2 separate regions of the Sus scrofa genome follow, and region 1 is linked to region 2. Evidence: chromatin contacts called from public Hi-C data. All regions are on one chromosome and are shown on one strand. The core of a region is the stretch at or near the end of the contact, and the rest is flanking DNA. Distances in the headings are between cores, read along the strand shown.

Region 1 (6,606 bases), core at 1,239-3,738, 76 kb before region 2:
ACAGGAGTTCCCGTGGTGGCTCAGCAGTTAGCGAACCCAACTAGCATCCATGAGGACGCAGGTTCAATCCTTGGCCTTGCTCAGTGGGTTACACGGCTCAGATCCAGCACTGCTGTGGCTCTGGCATAGGCTGCTGGCTAGAGCTCCAATTGGACTCCTAGCCTGGGAACCTCTCCAGATGCCATGGGTATGGCCCTAAAAAGCCAAAAAGCCAAAAAGCCAAAAAGCCAAAAAAAAAAAAAAACAAGATCAAATGAAACAGTGCAAGTGGAAAACTTAGTACGCTGCCTGGCATAAACACTAAATCCTAGTTGTTCTTAAGACATGTCATGGTGTGGGCTACCAATCTAAAGAGACCAAACTAAGCTGGTAACCAAATCATTTTTTATAAACACTCAAAAGATTAGAGCTGGAAGAGCCCTTAGAATTTAGAGAGTTCAACCTCCTGTCACAGATAAAAAAGCTGCTGCACAAGGGAGAGGAAATGACCAGCCCTGATATTCCACAGCTGGGAAATGTTGGACCACTAAAATTCAAGTCCCCGACTTGTTTTTTAAAATCTGTCACCGTGCCTCAATGCAATTCTATCAATATTTCCAATGGGAAACAAGTTTCTGTATTCTAAGTAACCAAGTCACCAATGAACCTCTGTGACAAAACTGATGAAGTTGGGGGTTGCCAGTATTAGCTAGAGGGCCAGCTGTGTGTTGTTCCAGGTGTGTGTGGGAGGGAGTCTGTGCCAGGGAGGGTGCTGGAGTAGCACTGGGAAAATCAGGAGACTAATGAGACGGGTGACCCTAGACAAGTCCTTTCCCTTCTCTGGACTGCAGCTGCCCTATATATATAATTATGGAAACTGGATTTCCCCAAGTAAACTACAGGCACTTGGGGGGGGGGGGCGAGGATTACACTGTACATTCTAAGGTTCTAAGTGAACCTACAGAGCCTGGCTCAGTACTAAACAAGAAAAGCACTTGAATTTTTATTTATTTATTTATTTATTTATTTTTGTCTTTTTAGGGCTGCCCCTGGGGCATATGGAAGTTCCCAAACCAGGGGTTCAATCGGAGCTGCAGCGGAGGGCCTACGCCAGAGCCACAGCAAAGTGGGACCCCTGAGCAGTGTCTGCAACCTACACAGCAGCTCAGGGCAACGCGAGATCCTTAACTCACTGAGCGAGCCCCGGGATTGAACCCACATCCTCACAGATACTAGTTGGGTTCGTTACTGCTGAGCCACAATGGAAAGTCCTCACTTGAATTATTAGCTGACCAACTTCAAACCTCCCCAGGTCTCTATTCCAAGGCCACCTTTTCAGTGGAGGTCTTCCTACTCCACCTTATTTACAATGGCAGCCCCCTCCTCTGCGTTGTTTTCCTCCAAAGTACTTCTCGCCATCTGACATACCTTATATTTCACTCCCGCCCCCCTTTCTCAGACTCTGCCAACTGCAGAGAAGCACCAAAGGGCAGGGACTCTGTTTTGCTCATCTGCGGCATTCTCAGCCCCTAGAACACAGCCTGGCAGTGAGCCGGCTCTGCACACGTTTTGTTGACTGAATCAACACAGGGCAGCGAGGTTTCCTAATCAACATTTCAACTTGGGTTTCAAAGTACAACACGCTGGTGAAATTGCAATAAACAAAACTGGAAGCGTTTGTGTCAACATGACAATAAAACCTATCGACTTTGGATCTACTATCCTCACCAAGAAGGTCCGGAAAAAGCCATCCCTGAGCAACTCATCAGCCCCCACTTTTCACAGTAACTCTTGGTTGATTAATTTGAAATTGCCGCACGGGGGGGGGGGAGGGGCATACACGAACGCTCTATGTTTGCAACTTTTCTGTAAATTGAAAATTATTCCAAAGTATAAAGGTTGCTTTTTTTTAAAGGAAAATATTAAAGAAAGGCATCCACGCGGATGCTGCTCCGGGTTTCCCACTGGATTTCTTGGACGCCAGAGGAGGCCGTGACCCTCACGTCCTTTTCCTTCAGGAACTAGGAGCCTCAGAGGTTGCCTCCAACTCTCACTCCCTCACTAGACCCGCTGCGCTAGAAGCCCCGGCGGGTCCCCGGCTCGCCGGGACCTCGGTCGCCGTCCCCGCGGGCTTCTGGGCCCTCAACCCCTCCCGGGCTCACGGGCCACATGCCCGGTCCCGACTCCGCGGCCACGGACTCGTTTCGGTCCGGCCCCGGGCTCCTCGGCGCTTCCCGACGGCCAAGGGACGTCCTCCGGCCCCTCCGCCGCTCTGGGTCCTTCACCTCGAGCCGCACGCGAGTGGCGGCGGCGGCGGCGGCCGCGGGGGCATCGCGGAGCCCGCCCCCGGCGCCCACCGCCGCCCTCGGCCCGGCGGGCCTCTCGGCCGCGACCCCCGCCGCCCCGGGCCCCAGGGGCCGCACTACTCACCTGCGGGCGCGGCCAGCCCGCCGCCGCCGGCGCAGAACAGCAGCGCCCACAGCCCGTAGAGCCGCGCCGGCCGCTCCATGCAGCCCCTCGCTCGGAGCCCGGCCGGGCAGCAGCCGCGGCAGTCTCCGCCTCCTCCGCTCCCTCTCCCACTTCCCGGCTCCGCCGCCCTGGAGGCCGGGGGCCGGCGCAGACGGGAAGGGCCGCCCCGCCCACCGGCCGCAGGTAACCCCTGGCGGCCGGCGCGGGTGGAGGGGCGGGGCGTCGGTGGCTCCCGCAGCGGCTTCTGCTGCGCAACACCTGGCCCTGCCGCAGCCCAGTCCCCCGCCCCGAGGCGGATCGCCGGCCAAACGGAACTTCCCCGACCGCGTCGCGGCCCGGCCCCCGCGCCTGCAAGCCGAGCGGACCGTGCAGACCGGCGGAGCCCCGGACGTGCTGGGGGAGCTGTATTCCACCGGGCTCCCCGGGCAGGGCCTTCTCTGGGAACGAGCCTTGGCCTGGGAGTCTGGAGACGCGGCTTCCAAACGTGGGCCTCTGAGCCCTTGTTTCCTAAACTCTGACTCCCGAGTTAGTAATCCCAGGTCTGACCTCAGAGGGTGGACTTGGAAGACCAGAGGAGGGGATGTGGCGGGAGCATGCTTTGTAAACAGGATGAAAAGTATATTTGAAATCTGTTGATAATGGGGGGGGAGGAAGCAAAAATTGTAAATATGACCGACAGTGCCATACTATATACTTGGATTTTTAAAAATGTTTCCTTTTTTGGCGGCCCCACGACATATGGAATTCCCGGGCCAGGGATCCTATCCAAGTCGCAGTTGCTACCTAGGCCGCAGCTGCAGCACCGCAGGATCCTTAACCCGCTGTGTCTAGCCAGGAATCAAACTGGCGTCCTAGCGCTCCCAAGAGGCCACCGAACCCGTTGCGCCACAAAGGGATGTTTTTAAAGCTCACGACCAACTTTCTACATACTGCTTTTTCATACATATAGAGAGATGGAAGGTGGGTGGCTGAGGCTTAATGTCGCTGGGGATGGAGGAAAAGAGGAACCCTTGGTTTCCTATGGCTGCTGTAACAAATTACCACGAATTGACTAAAAACACCCCAGTTTTATTATATTAGCGTTCTGGAGGTCAGAAGTCCCACTAGGGTAAAATCAAGGCGTGGCTGGAGCTGTTTTCCTTCTGGAGGTTCTAAGGGAGAATCTGTCTCCATGCCTTTTCCAGCTTCTGGAGGCCGACTGCATTCCTTGGCCCCTTTCTGTACCACTCAGACCTCTGCTTCCCTTAGCACATCTCCTGCTCTGACTCTGACCCTCCTGCCTTCCTTTTTCTTTTTTGAGAAGCCTTGTAATTAGATTGCACCTACCAGATATCCAGAAGGAACTAGTGGTTAGCAGTGGGACGGGAGGAGTGGGAGGTGCAAACTATTGGGTATAAAATAGGCTCCAAAGGGAGTTGCCCGTCGCGGCTCAGTGGTTAACAAACTCCACTAGTATCCACGAGGATGCAGGTTCGTATTCCTGACCTCACTCAGTAGGTTAAGGATCCAGCGTTGCCAAGAGTTGTGGTGTAGGTCGAAGATGCGGCTCAGATCACATGTTGCTGTAGCTGTGGTGTAGGCCAGTAGCAACAGTTCCAATTCAACCCCTAGCCTAGGAATCCCCATATGCCTCAGGTGCTGCCCTAAGAAGACAAAAGATGAAATAAATAAATAAAACAGGCTACAAGGATGTAGTCTACACTGGGGATATAGCCAATATTTTATAATAACTGTAAATGAAGTGTAACCTTTAAAAATATATAATTTTTTAATGTTAAAGGAAAAAATAGATGGAGCCTACTAGATAATCCATGATAATCTCCCCATCTCAAAATCCTTTACTTAATCACACCTACGAAGTCACTGTTGCCATATAAAATAACCAGCGTATTCATAGTGGTCTCGGATTAAGACATGGACACTGTTGAGGGGGTATTATTCTGTCACCACCCCTCAAAAAAGATTCAAGTCTGGATAGGTGATGAGACCCACTGACTGGGGTATATTTTGGTTGAATTCAACCAATGTACACATCTGAAATCTGTTGCAAAAAAAATAGAGCAATAAAAATGCTGATCATACACCTAGTCTAGACCCTACTCAAAAGGTATGGGGATGTTTAACCGATCTGAAACAAAGGCTTCACTCTTGGAATTAAGGTCCTTAAGGACAATAAACATTTATCATCCTTCCAGAATCTCTGGTAGACACTCATTAAAAGCAGGCTCTGCCAACAAAGAGCTGCAGGCATTATGAGGGGCGATCGCAAGAGCAAGAACAGGAGTTCCCGTCGTGGCTCCGCAGTTAGCGAACCCAACTAGCATCGGTGAGGATTCGGGTTCGATCCCTGGCCTCACTCAGCAGGTTAAGGATCCGGCGTTGCCATGAGCTGAGGTGTAGGTCACAGACACGACTTGGATCCTGCGTTGCTGTGACTGTGGTATAGGCCGGCAGCTACAGCTCTGATTAGACCCCTAGCCTGGGAACCTCCATATGCCATGGGTGTGGCCCTAAAAAGACAGGAAAAAAAAAAACCCACCAAAAAAACAAACAAACAAGACAAACAAACAAAAAACCAAAGGCAAGAATGGGGAACTGGCAGACACCAAGAAGGGGTAACTTATGCGGGGGCAGAGGCAGGGGCGGCTTCCAGGAGTCAGGCCCGCCTGTGCTGAATCTTGAGATACTGAGTCTTGTGGTTCAAAGTTCAGAATAAATCCTTGCCTGTGTGTATTATTGAACAAAATAAAACACTTTATAAACTATCAAAGCCAGCAGAGCTGAGAGAGACGACTGTTATTTCTAAATCCCTCCGACAAACAGGCCAGCTCCTCTCTAACCCAAGACTTTCCCTCCCCGTCACCACACACATACGCTTGTTGACATTTTCTATAAACATTATACAATAACTTTATAATAATGTTTCCCGAATGATTATGTCATCTGCCTTTTAAGAAGTCTTCAGTTGGAACAGGAGCCCCTGGGGACTGGCCGAGTGCCATCGTGGGCACTGTCTGGCATAGACTGAGCGAGTGCTTAACGAAATGAACAGTAATGGCAGCAAATGATTAGAAAATTAAGGGTCGCGACTTGTCATTAGCCTCCAGAAAAGGCCCTGAAACTTTGAGTATTGTGAGAAAGAAAACCAAGCACGGTGGCATGGCCGTGGTAGTCCTTGCCCGCTGTCATGAGTATAACTGTTGTAGTCAGTTCCGTTTCCTCTTGACCCTAAACATCAAGCAACATTAACCCAAAAAAAAAAAAATTCTTTTTGTAGGGCTAGGTGAGAGTTAGGAATGCTGTTTCTGCTGTATCAAACTTCTATTTGTAATTTCAGTGTACTTTTACTCAAAGCGCATCTTGGATTGAGTTGGGCCACTGCCTTGGCCTGTGCGAAGACAGATGGAAGGCTTTCCAGGAACTGCAATAAACAAAGCGCTCTCATTTTGGCTTTGTGTAATCAAAGTCCTGATGAGTCAACGTCAAGTTTAGCTTTAACCCTTAATCCATTGAGCCCTAATGACTTGGGTGTGAGACTCCCAATCTCAGTTCTTTTCCGCTTTGGCTGGGCTTGACTGCAGTTCTGGGCGGACTGGTGCATCCAGTTGGCTTTCTTGATCTTCACTTTCTTCTTTTCTGTAAATGGAATTAGAAAAGGGCACAAACAAGAAAATATCTGGGAGGGGAGAAGGGTGTTCCTCTTTTCAAAGTCAGATCTCCTTCCAGCTAGTGAGAGGCCCTCTCTCGAGTTCATAAAGGACATAGGCTCCCGAAGAGACCAAGGGCTTAGCCAAAAATTCTGGCTCCTTAGGCAAAAATCTCTCAAAGGGTCTTCTGCCTTTTGTTAAGCGAAACCAGAACATTATCTTCAGCGCTAGTGCAACGCAAAGAAAAGAGGGAAGTAGCAAATAGGGAATTTCCCTCCTGACCCTAGAGCCATGCTTCCCAAACAGGGGTGATTTTGTCGCTACAGGGGACCTTTAGCAACGGCTGGAGCTATTTTTGGCCATCAGGACTTGAGGTGTGGGGGTGCGTGCTACGGGCGTCTAGTGAGTAGAGAGGCCAGGGATGTTGCAAACACCCTGTGACACACAGGACCAGAATGGTCTCCCACAACAAAGATGTCCCCCGTTCAAAGTGACAATAGCTGAGAACTCC
Region 2 (6,825 bases), core at 2,963-5,462:
TTGAACACTGAAAGAGGCTACAGGTGAACATATTTTTCAGAGCTCAATCGTATCGCACTGACAGCTGCAAGCCGCAACGATAAAAACTCATTCTAACCGAAGTTCGCCCCACCTCTAAGAACAGAAACATCTTACTTTTCCGATGAAGAAACTCTGCAACCAAAGCTGCTACATGGACGTAACACATTGCTGCCTGAAATAGGAAGACAAAGAAAGAGGTGTCAGGGTGTGCTCCAGGAGTCTGCAGGGTTGTGGTTAGAATAAAGCCATATGTAGTCACCTCTGAAAAATCTCCATTTTTTATATGAATCTTGGCCATGCTATCAAGCCAGGTTTTCCTGAGCTCCGGGGTGCTTGCATAGGACTTGGCTAAGCTGTACTGGAGATCAATTAGCATTTCAGGGTCTTTCTCATGCTCCTTCATTTGAGCAGTGGCCATGAGAACAGTACGGATTCTCTTAGTCAAGTCTTTGACTTCTGTGGGAAAAGCAGTTGCCTAATTTCAAAACAAACAAACAAAAAGACATGTTTATCAATGTTATCAATGTGCTCTAATCCTAGGCATCCAATCCTGGGAATAATACACAACTTTTACCCTTTGTTAGAGTTCTTGGTATTTGGTTCTTGGCATGTTACTTACATAACCAAAGACTTTTAAATTAATTCTTTAAAAAAAATCCAATTAGCTCAGGCTTCAAAGGTACTAAATTTGATGGTAGTATATTCACCATAAATAAAAACATGGACTCTGAGAGTTCCCATCGTGGTGCAGCGGAAACGAATCTGACTAGGAACCACGAGGTTGCGGGTTCGATTCTTGGCCTGGCTCAGTGGGTTAAGGATCCGGCGCTGCCTTGAACTGTGGTGTAGGTCGCAGACATGGCTCCGACCCTGCGTTGTTGTGGCTGTGGTGTAGGCCGGCAGCTGTGGCTCCAATTAGACCCCCTAGCCTGGGACCCTCCATATGCCGCGGGTATGGCCCTAAAAAGCAAAATAATAATAATAATAATAATAATAATAAAATAAAATAAAAATAAAAACATGGGCTCTGGAGGCAGACTATCTGGCTTTGAACTCCAGCTCTTCCACTATGAATTCTAGCACCATAACTGTAATCTATATTTGCCATTATCATGTAATTTTTGTTACAACACTAACTAAAAATCAGCAGTTTACTATGCTCCAGGCAGTGGCTTAGGTGCTTTACATGTTTTAATTTTTACAACAACCTTATGAATTCAGGACTTTTTTTTTTTTCTTTTTAGGGCCACACCTGCGGCACATGGAGGTTCCCAGGCTGGGGGTCCAATTGGAGCTAAGGCTGCCGGCCTCCACCACAGCTCACAGCAACACCGGATCCTTAACCCGCTGAGTGAGGCCAGAGATTGAACTTGCGTCCCCATGGATGCTAATCAGATTCGTTAACTGCTGAGCCACCACGGGAATGCCTGAATTAAGGACTCTTATAATTCATTTACTATTATAATTCATTTTTTCATGGGGAAACTGAGGCACACAGCATAACATGGAATTGAGGGCAGTTAACAACTGGTAAAATAAACTCTTTTAGGCTATGAGTAAAAGATCCGAAATGACATAAGCTGTTTCTGTGCTCATGGGATTAGCTGGAGCATATACTGATCTCCTGAGGAACCAGCAGAACTGGCTGAAAAGCAAACTTTCCCAGCCTGAGAACGGCTGGCACTGCTCAGTGAGGTTTTTTTTTTGTTGTTGTTGTTGGTTTTTGTTTTTTCTTTCTTTTTTTTTTTTCAGTCTAAGCTACATTCCTATGGGAATATTTTTTGGTACATAGATTCGACACGTCCCAAACATCAAGTATGCTGTGACTGTGAGCTTTTTTCTTCCAGATTTTACACAAATTGTCAAATTATGCTGCAAGATGACCTTTCCCAAGAATGGGAATGATTCCTCTGGGGAGGAAAAGTTCTCTATTGGCAAAGGATTCTTCTTCCCTTGTACACATGCACCACTGCAGACCAGAACATATCTCCATGTAAAAAAACAACAAATGAATGTTTCCAATGTTATAGGTTTTTAGCATACAGGTAGGAAAAAGGAATGGTGGTCAGAGCCTTGGGCTTGGCCTCAGCCAGCTGGTGCCTAAGAATGACAGCCTTGGACTTGGGTTTGCCAGTAAGTATCTCTGGCAAGCCCCAACAGATGATTCTTAAAATTCAGAAAACCATCAAATAATGAATCCCTTCTGTGCCCTTCCTCAGCTGTTGGCAAAGGATCAGGCAGCTGTTAGCTCCTTTAAAAAGTGAGGTTTTCTCAAATTCCAAACTGAATGCTTAATTAATCTTGTAAATGATAACATCTGTTAAGAAAGGACCCAGGCCTTGTCTGAGCAAGTTTAAAAACTAAGCCTAGGAGTTCCTGTTGCGGCTCAGCGGTAAAGAACCCGACTAGCATCCATGAGGACACAGCTTAGATCCCTGGCCTCGCCCAGTGGGTTAAGGATGCAGCGTTGCCGTGAGCTGCAGCCACGGTCACAGACGTGGCTCGGATCTGGCATGGCTGTGGCTGTGGCATAGGCTACCAGCTTCAGCTCCGATTCAACCCCTAGCCTGGGAACTTCCATATGCCGCAGTTGTCGCCCTAAAAAGACAAAGTAAATGAGTGAATAAATAAATAAATACAAATAAAGCCTAGAAAAATTCAAATCCCCCGTCATAACTGTGTACACATAGTATAGTCGCTCATCCACACATTTAACTGACAATGAGTATGTGCTGTGTACCAGGCAAAGCCTTGACTGGTGAAGCTCACATCCTATACATTCTATACCACATAGAAGTTGTAAATCCAACGAATAGTTTAACTCGAGGAATGTAAACTTCCCCGACAATGAACGTTAGTCCCATTTATTACTTGAAGTGAGAACATACCTTCATAGGTCTGTCACTATTTGCAAAATTATTGATAATGAATAAAGACTCCTGAAATCTTGATCCTCCGCTTAGTGCTACGTCAGCTATCAGCTGGCTCACGGCAATTATTATCTGTGGGAAGAAGCAAATACTGTTTTTCAAATGTCTCTTGAACAAAAGCTGCTTATTTTCATCATTCTATAAGTCCACAGGCACTCATATGAAACGCTTCTTTTAAAGATTCTACACAGTTCCATCAAAATCTATTTTCTTCGTACACGAGGGATTTAAATTCTATTGAAATAGCAACTTCAGAGGTTCCTAATTTCATATTTTATCGGGATTTTTCTTGGTCAGATATGAAAAAACTTTACAAAACTCATGGCACAGCCAGATCTAAAACTATTTTCATAATTAAGGAACAGATATCATGATGGCCAGGTCTCTACGTTCAATATGCTTGGCAAAGCTGGGAATAAATGACATTTGTTCTGATGGTTTCTCGTCTCTTTTCACTAGTCTACTTCAGTGTGCTGAACTTCCAGCTCCACCGTATCAACTCCCTTCTCTGCTGCCTACCTGGTTTAGACAGCAGCATCTATGCAATGGCATATACAATATGTAATGACAGCAGTATAATGCAATGTAATGGTGCTTTTTCGCCTCTCAGGCTTGTTTGGTTGAATACCTAAATGATTCAGGCTGAGGTGTGAGTGGCTGGTCCTGAGATGCAAGATGCCATAGGAGCTGAGTGCGGGCTCTTGAATCAGACTGCCCTAGATTCAAATCTTGACTTTATCCATTATTCACTGAGCAGCTTTGGAAAAGTTATTTTTATTCTCTTGTGCCTCACTTTCCTTATTTGCAATATGGGGATAACAACTGCTACCTTATAGAGCTGTTATGAGGATTAAAGAGATCTTAATCATTATAATACTAGTTTATTGAGCACTCAGAAGCCTGCATGAATATTAATTCATTTATATTTGAATAAAGCACTTGAGGGAACTGAGGTCTTAACGCAGAAGAATGGACCCTAATGGGGAATTTCAGACACACCAGCACGCTAACTGCAGAAATGTTTGGCAGAAGGTGGTTCTCAAGTGACACCTCTATGGAAGCAAATATCAGACACCTGAACATATAATGTTGGCCCTAGTATCCAAAAGTAACCACGCAGAAGATTTTTATACGGAGCATATTCTTCTCTCAGAGTTTCACATTACTGATGACATTTCTAAACAGCTGCTTATGGCTGTTTCACCATCTATAACCCAGTCTCTAATAAACGACGCCAATGGGACAGAGCATGACAGTGAAGACAGAAATGTGACCAAGCATTTCCCGTATTATAAGGAGGGCTAGTGAGCCAAGAAGTCCCAGCTGTGATTCAGTTCACAGCTGTTTCATCAAATAATCAAAAAAAAAATATGGAGACACTGGCTAGCAACTGCCATGTCCTAAGTGTCCATTATGTACTAGGCATTTTGTGCCCGGCACTATACACACTTAATTTTCAACCCTCGTGATCACCCTGCAAGGTGAAACATACTTGGCCTCAATTTTACAGATGAGGCAAATAGTTAAGAATTATGGCGTAACTTGCCTAGGGTCACATAATAATAAGTAGCTGAACTATAATTTAAGTCCAATTTGATTTCAAAGTCCATTCTTCCCACTAAACCTTGTCTCTCTCTCTCTCTCTTTTTTTTGGCCATGCCCTTGGCAGGTGGAAGTTTCCGGGCCAGGGACTGAATCCGAGCCACAGCTGCAACCCAAGCTGCTGCAGTGACAACGCCAGGTCCTTAACCCACTGCACCACATGGGAACTCCTTCTCTCATTTTTTTACTAAGTTGGCAAGCTGAAACATGAATAACACAAACTATTACCTGTTATGGGATATCTAACAAGTGTTTTGTTTGTTACTTAATCATCTCGTCTAATCCTCACAACAACCCTATGAGGTGGAGAGGGATATTTCCACTATCTTACACAGGAGGCAAATGAGGCATTGAGAGACGAAGGAAGTAACAAGCTCGAGGTCAGACACTGTGCGGCAGTCCTGGAATCTGAACTAGAGTCTACCCTCTTAACACCCATGCTCTAGAGCAGTGCTGTCCAATAGAAATAAGATGTGAGCCTCATGCCTAATTTTAAACCATCTAGTAGTCACATTAAAAGTAAAAAGACAGGAGTTCCCATCGTGGCGCAGTGGTTAACGAATCCGACTAGGAACCATGAGGTTGCGGGTTCGATCCCTGGCCTTGCTCAGTGGGTTAACGATCCGGCGTTGCCGTGAGCTGTGGTGTAGGTCGAAGACTCGGCTTGGATCCTGCGTTGCTGTGGCTGTGGTGTAGACCGGCGGCTACAGCTCCAATTCGACCCCTAGCCTGGGAACCTCCATATGCCACAGGAGCAGCCCTAGAAAAGGTAAAAAGACACACACACAAAAAAAGGTAAAGAGGTGAATTTTAATGTATATTACTTAACCCAATAAATCCATTCAAAATATCATTTCAACACACAGTCAATGTGAAACAATTAAGATATTTCACTTTTTTGGTATGTGGTCTTCAAAAGCCAATGTGCATTCTAGATTTATGACACAGCTCAATGTGGACCAGGCACATGTCAAGTGCTAAATGGTCACATGTCGCTAATAGCTATTCTATTGGATTGGGTAGCTTTAGATCTTGACATAGAGGCTAAAGATGGAATAGAAGAAAGAGGAGGGACTCAGGTTTCCACTGACCTGCAGATGTGTCCTCAAAAAGGTCTTCCTTTTGGTATACTCAAAGTTGTTTCTCATCAGAAGATACAAAAGTGCAGACGCTTCATTTCTGGTTGAGCTAATCTTCGACGTGCAACACTTTAAAACCTCATAGCAAAACGCAGCACACATGTTTACCCTTCCTTTGAAAAAGGCCGAGGGAAACTAAAGAGAAGGGAAAATATAAATATCAGAAAACCCCATCATAAACATCAATCTTCTCTCGAGGGCCTATTATATATTTTCACCTAGAACGAGGCTGGGTGCTTTGAGGATACAAAATCAACATAAGGCCAGGGCTCTGCTCTAGAGAGGCCAACCTAGTCCCAACCAGAAAGACCAGGATGAATCAGTGACAGAACAAGTCAAGTCAGTATCCAAGTTTCTACAAAGTGTGAGGTACTGACCATAAATGCTACAGATCTAAGAAGAGCTTACGATGGTCTGGAAAAGAAGCTAAGTAGGTTCTCCATCATATATATTAAATTAATGAATGACTGAAACAGAGGATGATTGATAGGTCTCAATTTGGGCCTTCAAAATGGGAAGCTGCATTACTTACTCTTTTGCTTTATATCTAAATAGTTCCTTATATTATGAACTTCCAAGTGCTGAGAAAATGATAGACAGCAGGAATCTATTCGGCAAATAAAGCTCATCTTTTAACAAAATGGGGTATAGACGAAATGCATGCACACAAGCATAAACATGTGCCCCCTTTACTCATACATAGTGTTGATTAAAATACATTTTGGCCTCGAAAAAGACTTTGTATAAAAGTGGCTATCTAGGAGTTCCTGCTGTGGCACAGCAGAAACGAATCCAACTAGGAACCATGAGGTTGCAGGTTCGATTCCTGGCCTCGCTCAGTGGGTTAAGGATCCGGTGTTGCTGTGGCTGTGGTGTAGGCCAGCAGCTGTAGCTTCACCTGCCCTAGCCAGGGAACCTCCATATGCTGCGGGGCGACCCTCAAAAGAAAAAAAAGAGAAGAAAAAAAAAAGGGGCTACCTAATCCTTGAAACTGGCAAGGGGCTGCACTTTGAGAATACATTCAGTCTCTTTCGTGGGAGATAAATTATGCATAAAACATAGGCTTATTCTAATCTCCCATGTTTGCAAGTCTAGGCAAGCACATGGTAAGCTACTTCAGGGTCCACAATGGA

Evidence for each region. Hi-C and Micro-C count contacts between places; a contact is called where the count stands out from the background.
Region 1: a contact with region 2 is called in a Hi-C map of fetal skeletal muscle, with 1.7 times the contacts expected there. The contact joins the promoter of IL13RA1 here to the enhancer-like site in region 2. A contact is called at or near these places in 1 of 5 promoter capture datasets (liver), 6 of 47 Hi-C or Micro-C datasets (embryonic fibroblasts, fetal skeletal muscle, heart right ventricle and 2 more) and 2 of 2 datasets of contacts at active chromatin or transcription factors (alveolar macrophages and skeletal muscle).

Annotation. Positions count from the first base shown.
Region 1 is chrX:97,296,842-97,303,447 of Sscrofa11.1, reverse strand. IL13RA1 (interleukin 13 receptor subunit alpha 1) reads right to left here and starts at 2,488. Exons shown (of 11, transcript NM_214341.1): 1 at 2,410-2,488. The coding sequence starts at 2,488.
Region 2 is chrX:97,221,893-97,228,717 of Sscrofa11.1, reverse strand. It overlaps DOCK11 (dedicator of cytokinesis protein 11), which reads right to left. Exons shown (of 54, transcript XM_021080484.1): 42 at 5,645-5,827; 43 at 2,910-3,023; 44 at 281-496; 45 at 136-193. Among named protein-coding and RNA genes, the nearest start is that of IL13RA1, 76 kb to the left of the region's middle. Within about 2 kb of position 4,212, at least 1 of the 83 cell types and tissues checked has an H3K27ac peak or open chromatin away from gene starts, as enhancers often do. A contact at or near this core is called in fetal skeletal muscle, where this site is marked.